Linked DNA regions of Mus musculus: region 2 is linked to region 1. Evidence: chromatin contacts called from public HiChIP or PLAC-seq data. All regions are on one chromosome and are shown on one strand. The core of a region is the stretch at or near the end of the contact, and the rest is flanking DNA. Distances in the headings are between cores, read along the strand shown. Region 1 overlaps Gm42258 (a long non-coding RNA gene). Region 2 overlaps Cngb3 (cyclic nucleotide gated channel beta 3).

The links. HiChIP or PLAC-seq counts read pairs in DNA pulled down with a chosen protein or histone mark.
Region 2: a contact with region 1 is called in an H3K27ac HiChIP or PLAC-seq map of embryonic stem cells, with 5 times the contacts expected there. The contact joins two enhancer-like sites. A contact is called at or near these places in 1 of 115 datasets of contacts at active chromatin or transcription factors (embryonic stem cells) and 2 of 9 other capture datasets (embryonic stem cells and liver).

What each region holds. Positions count from the first base shown.
Region 1 is chr4:19,135,809-19,140,330 of GRCm38.p6, reverse strand. Gm42258 (a long non-coding RNA gene) reads right to left here. Exons shown (of 5, transcript XR_881142.1): 3 at 4,101-4,203; 4 at 2,895-2,936; 5 at 2,599-2,667. Among named protein-coding and RNA genes, the nearest start is that of Gm42258, 15 kb to the right of the region's middle. Within about 2 kb of position 2,465, at least 8 of the 459 cell types and tissues checked have an H3K27ac peak or open chromatin away from gene starts, as enhancers often do. A contact at or near this core is called in embryonic stem cells, where this site is marked.
Region 2 is chr4:19,332,666-19,337,792 of GRCm38.p6, reverse strand. All of the region lies in intron 3 of Cngb3 (cyclic nucleotide gated channel beta 3), which reads right to left. Among named protein-coding and RNA genes, the nearest start is that of Cngb3, 54 kb to the right of the region's middle. Within about 2 kb of position 2,127, at least 2 of the 459 cell types and tissues checked have an H3K27ac peak or open chromatin away from gene starts, as enhancers often do. A contact at or near this core is called in embryonic stem cells, where this site is marked.

The sequences.
Region 1 (4,522 bases), core at 1,216-3,715:
ATAAGTGACCCCAAAAATTCTACCAGTGAACTCCTAATCCTGATAAATAACTTCAGTGAAGTAGCTGGATATGAAATTAACTCAAACAAATCAGTGGCCTTTCCCAAAAGAAAGGATAAACAGGCTGAAAAAGAAATGAGGGAAACAACACCCTTCAAAATAGATACAAATAATATAAAATACCATGGTGTGACTCTAACTAAGCAAGTGAAAGATCTGTAAGATAGTAAAAATGGCTAGCTTGCCAAAAGCAATCTACAGATTCAATGCAATTCCCATCAAAATTCCAACTCAATTCTTCACTGTGTTAGAGTGGACAATTTGCAAACTCATCTGGAATAACAAAAAACCTAGGATAGCAAAAATTCTTCTCAATGATAAAAGAACCTCTGGTGGAATCACCATCCCTGACCTAAAGCTTTACTACAGAGCAATTACTCTGGTACTGGTGCTGCATGGTACTGGTTCAGCAAGAGACAGGTAGATCAGTGGAATAGAATTGAAGACCCAGAAATGAAACCACACAACTATGGTCACTTGATCTTTGACAAAGGGGCCAAAACATTCCAGTGGAAAAAAGACAGAATTTTTAACAAATGATGCTGGCTCAACTGGCTGTTCCCATGTAGAAGTGATCCATTCTTATCTCCTGGTATGTAGCTCAAGTCTAAGTGGATCCAGGAACTCCACATAAAACCACAGACACTAAATCTTATAGAGGAGAAAGTGAGGAAAAGCATTGAAGATATGGACTCAGGGGATAAATTCCTGAACAGAACTGCAATGGCTTGTGCTGTAAGATTGAGATTCAACAAATGGGACCTCATAAAATTGCAAAGCTTCTGCAAGGCAAAAGACACTGTCAATAAGAAAAAAAAGGCCAACAACAGACTGAGAAAAATCTTTACCAATCCTAAAATTGATAGGGGGCTAATACCTAATAAATGCAAAATACTCAAGAAGTTAGACTCCAGACAACCCAATAACCCTATTAAAAATAGGGTATAGAGCTAAACAATGAATTCTCAACTGAGGCAAACTGAATGGCTGATAAGCACATTAAAAAATGTTGAATATCCTTAATTATTAGGGAAATGCAAATCAAAACAACCCTGAGATTCCACCTCAAACCAGTCAGAATGTCTAAGATCAAAAACTCACATGACAGCAGATGCTTGCAATGATATGGACAAAAAGGAACACTCCTCCAATGCTGATGGGATTGCAAGTTGGTACAAATGCTCTGGAAATCAGTTTGATGGTTCCTTCAAAAATTAGACACTGTACTATCGGAAGATCCAGCAATACCTTTCTTGAGCATGTACCCAGTATATGTTCCAACTAGTAATTATGTCACATGCTCCAGTATGTTCATATCAGCCTTATTTATAATAGCCAGAAGCTGGAAAGAACTCAGATGCCCCTCAACAGAGGATGGATACAAATAATGTGGTACATTTACACAATGGAGTGCTATTCAGCTATTAAAAACAACAAATTTATGAAATTCTTAGGCAAATGGATGAATCTAGAAGATATCATCGTAAGTGAGGTAACCCAGTCACAGAAGAACACATATGATATGCACTCACTGGTAAGTGGATAGTAGCCCAGAAGCTCAGAATAGCCAAGACACAATTTGCAAATCACATGAAACTCAAGAAGAAAGAAGACCAAGGTGTGAATACTTCGATCCTTCTTAGAAGGGGGAACAAAATACCCATGGAAGGATTTACAGAGACAATGTTCGGAGCAGAGACTGAAAGAATGACCATCTTGAAACTGCCCTACCTGGGGTCCATCCCATAAATGCCCAACAAAACCATATACAATTGCAGATTCGAACAGGTTTGCTTACAGTAGTCTGATAAAGCTGTCTCCTGAGAGGTTCTGCCAGTGCCTGAGAACTACAGAAGTGGATTCTTAAAACCATCTATTGGATAGAGCATAGGGTCCCCAATGAAGACATTAGAGAAAATACCCAAGTAGCTGTAGGAGTTTGCAGGAGTAGGAAAGGGTAGGAGGAACAACAACATGAACTTACCAGTATCCCTAGAGCTACCTGGGACTAAATCACCGATCAAAGAAAACACATGGTGGGACTCATGGCTCTACCTGCATAAATAGCAGAGGATGGCCTAGTCGGTTATCAATGGGAGGAGAGTCCCTTGGTCCTGTGAAGGTTCTATGCCCCAGTGTACGGGAATGCATGGGCCAAGAAGTGGGAGTGGGTGGTTTTGGGAGCAGGGCTAGGTGAGGAGTGTTGGGAGCTGGCCCGAGGCTCACATGGACTGGGGTTACTCCTAGAAGGCAAACTGGGACTGAAAAGACAGAAACTAGGTGGTGGAGAGAAATAATGGAGCCAAGTCAAGGTTCCTGATCAAGGCTCCAATGTTTAATAGCAATCTGTGCTTATAAAGGGGCTGTGGAGGGGGAGGCCCATCCCCTGCTAATCCATTCTTGGTGCCTGGAACCAGCTTCAGGTGAAGACTGCAGGATAGAGTGTAGTCTCCAGAATATCTCAGGGGCCTCTCAGTAGGTAGCAGTGTCTTGGAGGAGCAGTGGCAGGTGGCAGAACAATAGAGCCATCTAGGCAGGAAGGCTCCACCCCAGGTGGTCTCCTTCTTAGTGGCAGCAAGGTCAAAGTCTTGATCAGCCTGTTTCAGGCTGTGGGAGGTTACAGGGGAGAGGATAGAGGATTTTAGAAACTAGGAAAGGGGATAACATTTAAAGTGTAAATAAAGAAAATGTCTAATAAAAAATACTTGAGTTCTAGCTAAAGCAATAAGACAATTTAAGGAGATAGAGGGGATACAATTTGGAAAGGAAGCAGTTAAAGTATTGTTATTTACAGATGATATGATAATTTGCATAAGTGGGCCTAAAAATTTCACCTGGGAATCTCCTGTGGATGTTCAATACTTTCATTGATGTGGCTGGATACAAGATTTAAAAAAAAAAAAATCAGTAGCTTACTTATATATAAATGACAAATGGACTAAGGAAATAATGAATGAAACAACATCTTTCACAACAGCCTTAAATAACATAAAATACCTTCGGGTAACTCTATCCAAGCAAGTCAAAGACTTATATGATAAAAACTTTAAGTCTTTGAAGAAAGAAATTGAGGTGGATATCAAAATAGAGAGATTTACCATGTTTATAAGCAGTAGAATTAGCATAGTGAAAATGGCCACCCTAGTAAAAGAAATCTACAGCTTCAATGCAATTGCCATAGAAAATCCAACACAATTCTTCACAGATATTGAAAGGACAATATGTGACTTTATAGGAAAAAGCAAAGAAACCAATATAACTGAAATAATCCTGAATAATAAAAGAACTATTGGAATTATCACCATCTCTGATTTCAAACTGTACAGTACAGTATAGTACAGTAATAAAAACTACAATGGATTGGTATAAAAATAGATTGATTAGTGGAATCAAATTGAAGTTACAGGTGCAAATTCAAACATATTTGGACATCTTCATTTTGATAAAGTAGCCAGAGGTCTACACTGGAAAATAATACAGAATCATCAATAAATCAAGCTGATCAAATTGTATGTTATCTTGTAGAAGAATGCAAATCGAACCCTATTAATGACCCTGCACAAATTCAAGACCTAGTGGATAAAAGACCTCATTGTTTATCTGAAGAGAGGTTCAGATTCATTGACCTTTTCAATATGAAAAGTAGTTAACCATTGACTTAGAATTTCAAATAATCCATGCACAATTTCAACTGTGAGGGAAATAATATATGTGTTTAGAAAGAGGATATTTTTCTGAATACCTACCAAACATTCAGTTTTCTCATTTCTTTAAATAAGATGCATTGTCATTTTTGTTCTCAGTTATTAGCAAGAAGAAAATATTAGTCATGAAAAAATGTAATGTGACATCACTTTTATTGTACTGGATTATAAGACTTTAGAAGCTTAGTTGTTTCCTTATATTTATGTCAATTTTGAAAAGTAATCCTATAAAACCTGACCTGAGAAATACTTCCATGGCCCCTTGAAGAATAATTCATATCATACCATAACACTGTGTGGCTGGTTTTTAAATGTTCATGTCAATCTTATATTTACCCCATCTCCAAGCATTGACACAGTTGTCAAACTCTCATGACCATTCAAAAGTTTATGTGTAAGTTCCACTGTGAGATTCAATGTAAACTTGTAGCTCTGAGCCCTGCAAAATAAAAATGAAAATTACATCCTCCAAACATAAAATGGTAAGCCAGTGTCTATGCTCCTATTAAAACGTGGAAAGGATAAAAATACAGCAAGGAGTAACTGAGCCAAAGCAATACAGAAAACACATAATAAATTCTGTAACTTCATGTTCACCATTCAAGCTCCAAATAACTTGGGCAGAAATTCCCCCCCCCCCCACCTCCACCCCTTGGCTTTTCTGGTTGCAGTACTCATTTTAGCCATATTGTTGCCTGAAGCTTTGCTTGGTAAAAGTTTCATATTGGATTTTCTAGTTTTGAGGGTGTTCACTGTGT
Region 2 (5,127 bases), core at 878-3,377, 200 kb before region 1:
ATTCCTCAGTTTTATCCCCAGCCCCTGTGAGGCTAACATGAACTCCCTCCTGTGGAGTAGAGAATCAGGAAAACTATTAAAAGACCAAATCTATGAATAATAGGAACAGAGGAGAGAGAAGAGATCTGGGTCAAAAACATGCAAAATTTCAAAATTCTAGAAGAAAATTTCCTTAATCTAAAGAAGAAGGACGTGCTTATCAAGATACAGGCAGCATACAGACATTAAACAGACTGGAGCAGAAAGAAAGTCCCTTTGATGCATAACAATCAAAACACTGAACATACAGAACAAAGATAATTCTAAAAGCTGCAAGGGAAAAGAACAAGTAACATATAAAGGCAGGCGTGTTAAAATAATAGCATATGATTTTTCATTGGAGACTCTAAGAGCCTCAAGACTTTGGATGAATGTTTTAGAAATTCTGAAAGGTCACAGATGCCTGCCCTGGACACTATTTCTAGCAAAAATTGTAATAGAGAGAGACATCATGGTAAAACAAAATTCAAGTAGTATCTATTTACAAATGCAAATCTACATAATAGGATAGAAGGATAACTTTAACCAGAGTGGTTAACCACACTCAAGAAAACACATAGAAAACCAAAACAGAACCCCAAAAACCCTATGATCTGCAAATCAAAAAAAAAAAAAAAATCATACCATCACAACAAAATAAGGGATATCAAAATAGGGATATCAAAATCCTATTTATTGATAACTCTACTAGTAAGTAATCTCAATCTCCCCAAAAGGACTCAGACAAAGAAATTGCATATGAAAAAATTCATTTTTCTGCTGCATCCTAGAAACACACCTTAATATCAAGAACAGACATCACCTTACAGTAACAGCCTAGAAACAGATATTCCAAGTAAATGTACCCAAGAAGCAAACTGGTGTAGCCATTTTAGCAGCTAACAAAATAGATGAAGAGACAGATAAGGAAACTGTATACTCATCAAAAGAAAAATTCTACCAAGAGGATATGACAAACCTAAATATCTATGCACCAAGCAAAAGGACGTAAGCATTCATACAAGAAACATTACTACAGATAAAATTATACAATGACCCTTACACAATAATAATGGCTGACTTCAATACCCTACTCTTGCCAATAGATAGAACATCCAGACAAAAATTAAACTAAGAAATTCTAGCACTAAATGGCACCATAAACCAAATGGAACTAATAGATATTTAGAGAACATTTCACCCAGACACAAAAGAATATACCTTCTTCTCAGAGCACATAGAACTTTCTCCAAAATTGACTATATACCTGGACACTAAACAAGTCTCAACAAATACAAGAAAATTTAGATAACACCCAGTTTCCTTTTTGACCACAATGGATTAAGGCTGGATGTCAATAACAACAGAAACAAAAGAAAGCTTACAAATTTGGGGAAGTTGAACAACACACAACTGAATGAAAAATGGGTCAAGATGGAAATGAAGAGAGAAATTGAAAATGTTGAATTGAATGAAATTCAAATGCAGCAGACCTAAACTTATGGAATACAGTGTAGGGGCTTCTGAGAGGCAAGTTCACAGCTGTGAGTGTCCACATAACAATATTGGAGAAATCTCATATTAGTAACTTAATGATACACCTGAAACCTCTAGAACAAAAGAAAAAGTAACCCTCAAAAAGAGTAGATGAAAATAAATAATTAAACTCAGGGATGAAATAGAAAAAAAAATACAAAGAATCAATGAAACAAAGAGTTGGTACTTTGACCAACACTTATCCAATTTAACTAAAAGGCAGAGAGAGAAAATCCAAATCAACAAAATTAGAGATGAAAATGGGGGACATAAAAACAGATGCCAAGGAAATCTAGAAAATCATAAAAGCATACTTTAAAAACTTCTACTCCACCAAATTGGAATATCTTAAAATGTGGATTGTTAGGAGACAGTTCCTGAGCACAGCCATCTCATTAGTTGTTGTGCCAGGAAGTGTTCATTAACCCCAAATGACCACCCAGGAGCTGACTTCAGTGTAGATGTAATAGCACTATGGTATTTTATTTCCAAGCTAGAGCTTGGGCCACACCACATCAGTAATGCAGCAGGACAGGAAGGTGGAGCTCTTAGCAGGACAAAGCTTTATAGGAAATGGCAATTAAGGAGGGATTTCATCCTGTCAAGCATCTAATTGTGTGACTATTGTAAGCTGACAGGTGAGGGCTCTGAAGCAAAACCATGAACCATTATAAATGGTCTGAAAGTACATCTGAAATGATCAGACTAATCTTTGATTGGCTGTTGCTAATAAGTAGCTAGGGTGTGGCCAAGGACAAACCATGATGTCCTTCCTGGTACTTGGGTTCAGCTTGGGTTCAGCTCTAGGTCAAGTTCCCAGTGTAGAGGAATGCCAGGGCCAGAAAGCAGGAGTGGGTGGGTTGGTGAGCAGGGGGCTGGGGGAGGGGATAGGGGAGGGGATTTTTGGAGGGGAAACCAGGAACAGGGATAACATTTGAAATGTAAATAAAGAAAATATCTAATAAAACAAAACAAAAGAAACAAATAGACAAAAAAAAAGATAATTTTCTGGATATATACCATCTACCTAAGTTAAGTTAAAATCATATAAGCAACTTAAACCTATAACCCCTAATGAAATAGAAGCAGTAATTAAAATTCTTCACCACCCCTCAAACAACAACAACAACAACAACAACAACAGCAACAACAACAACAAACCAAGAAAACAAACCAGCAAGAAATAAATGTAAAAGCAAGCAAGCAAGCAAGCAAGCAAGCAAGCAAGCAAGCAAGCAAGCAAGCAAGAACAGATTGGGAGTTGGCTTTAACTCAGAATTGTATCAGACTTTCAAAGAAGAGTTATTGTCAATACGCCTTAAATTAGTCCACAAAATAAAAACACGAGAAACATTGCCCAATTCTATTTATGAGGAAGCAAGTCCCCTGACCCCTAAACCACCAAAAAGCCTAACAAAGAAAATCATAGACCAATCCTTCCTTCCTTCCTTCCTTCCTTCCTTCCTTCCTTCCTTCCTTCCTTCCTTCCTTCCTTCCTTCCTTCCCTCCCTCCCTCCCTCCCTCCCTCCCTCCCTCCCTTCCTTCCTTCCTTCTTCCTTCTTTTCTTCCTTCCTTGCCTCTCTCCCTCTCTCTCTCTCTCCTTTCTCCCATTTTCCTTCAGTCCCTCCTTTTTTTTTTTTTTTAACCTTATAGGGCTTTTGCTTATGTTATGGTTTTTGGTCTGTGTTTTACTTAGATTTCCGTGTGTGATAATGTGTGTGTGTGTTTGTGTGTGTATCCACATGTGTTTCTTATACTTTTCTTTGGCTCTTTTCTTCTGATTGTTTGTTTGTTTTGTTCTATTCCAATTTGCCTGTTTTTACTTTACCTTATTTTAATATTATTTATATATACCCGTTTGTTTTGTAACCAAGGTTATGGATTTGTGTAGGAGAGGAAATGGAAATTATTATCAGGACATCTATGTGAAAAAATATTTTCAATAAAAGAAAAAGTCAGTGTCATTCCAAAAAATGTTTCCTTCCTCTTTTCTCTTTTATGGATTTTAGGAAGTAGCTATTTTTAAGGTAGGTTGAGAGGATCAATAATTCTCCTATCTGAGACCTAGTCTCCAGAGTGTGTGTGTGTGTGTGTATTTCTACTTGAAGCTATGTTACATTGTTCTAGTATCTGCACTTAAAACACCTTTGACAATGAACACTATACATTTCAGAATATTCTTTTAGGCTATTACGTACAAAAACATGGTTTATTTCAGGGTATGGATATTTCTAAAAAAATTGGTGTCATCTGATTTTTTAAAAAAGAATAACCATTAAGATATGCAAAAGTTGATTTTATACCTTCTTTTTTTCAGCACTTTAAAAACATTTCTGCTAATGTGAGCAGTCCAAATATGGAGGAATATTGGTGAGCATGTTCGATTACTGTGAGGCCAATGTGAGCACATCTGCTCGTTCTCACCTTCTAACTGATGCGTTTGAAGCCGTAGTCTTCTGTTTTCATCTACTCACATGTCTTTTATGTGTCACGTAGCTGTTAAAAGAGTATTGTTTTGAGATAAGCTAATTATCCACATAAATTCTTGTCATTTCTTTGGGCTTCAAAACTTGAGGATTTGATGAAAATTCGTTTTAATTTGAATATAGCCAAGCTAATTTTACTTTTAGCTCCTGAGATCCTTTTGAGTCTTCTGTATGAGGGAAGAAGGTAAAATCTCGGGGCAGATGCTACACCACGGAGCCTTTTATCTTCCTTTGAATAATCTTTCTTATAATTTGTGATATATTGTCATCTTTGTCCTTCTTTAACAAATTTGTTCTCTTTTTATTTATGATATTTTTATTTCACATAAGACTAACCAGTTTCACAACCCCAACTACGTAAAACAAACCTGTAACTGTATTTATAGGCTCATCACAGTAATCATTTCTCTTAAGATAAAAGCGCCGTCAGAGAGAAATTAAAGACAATGTTCTGTTAATCAGGAAATTTGGAGTTGGGAGGAGAACAAGAAATTAACAGCTTCAGGTTATATTTTATTTTATTTTTTCCTGAATAGGAATTCTCTGATATCGGAGAATTGAATTTCTATTGTAATCATTCTCTCCCTTTGATCTCCAGCTTTTCCGGTTCCGCAAGGGAATCGAGAAGAGGAACGCTAGAGGGCAGTAAAGGCGCATTTTACAGACGCGAGACTTGCGGCTTTTCAGAGGTGGTTCTGAGCCAAACTCCAGCTTTGTTGTGACTGATTTCTTCCGTGCCTGGTTCTTAGATTAATCCACGCTTTGGTTCAGGAGCCCCCTGTGTAGAGGGAGCAGCGCTGGGCGGATGGTTGAATGCTGCCAGAGAGTACTACAAACAAGTTAAGCCTTGTTTGGTTCTTGTGGTGTGAACTTATTTGTATTTTTTCAGCAAAGAATGAGAATTGTTCGGATTATGAGCCATTTTTTTTAACTTTTATTTTGTGATGTTTTCAAACTTTCTATGATAGTGTACATGAGCAAAATTACCCCAGTAGAAACAATAAATAGGATAAAACTTAAAAATTATATTGCTTCTTTTGGGAAAATGAGTTTCATGGATTTATTATAGTGTGTTTACATGAAAGAG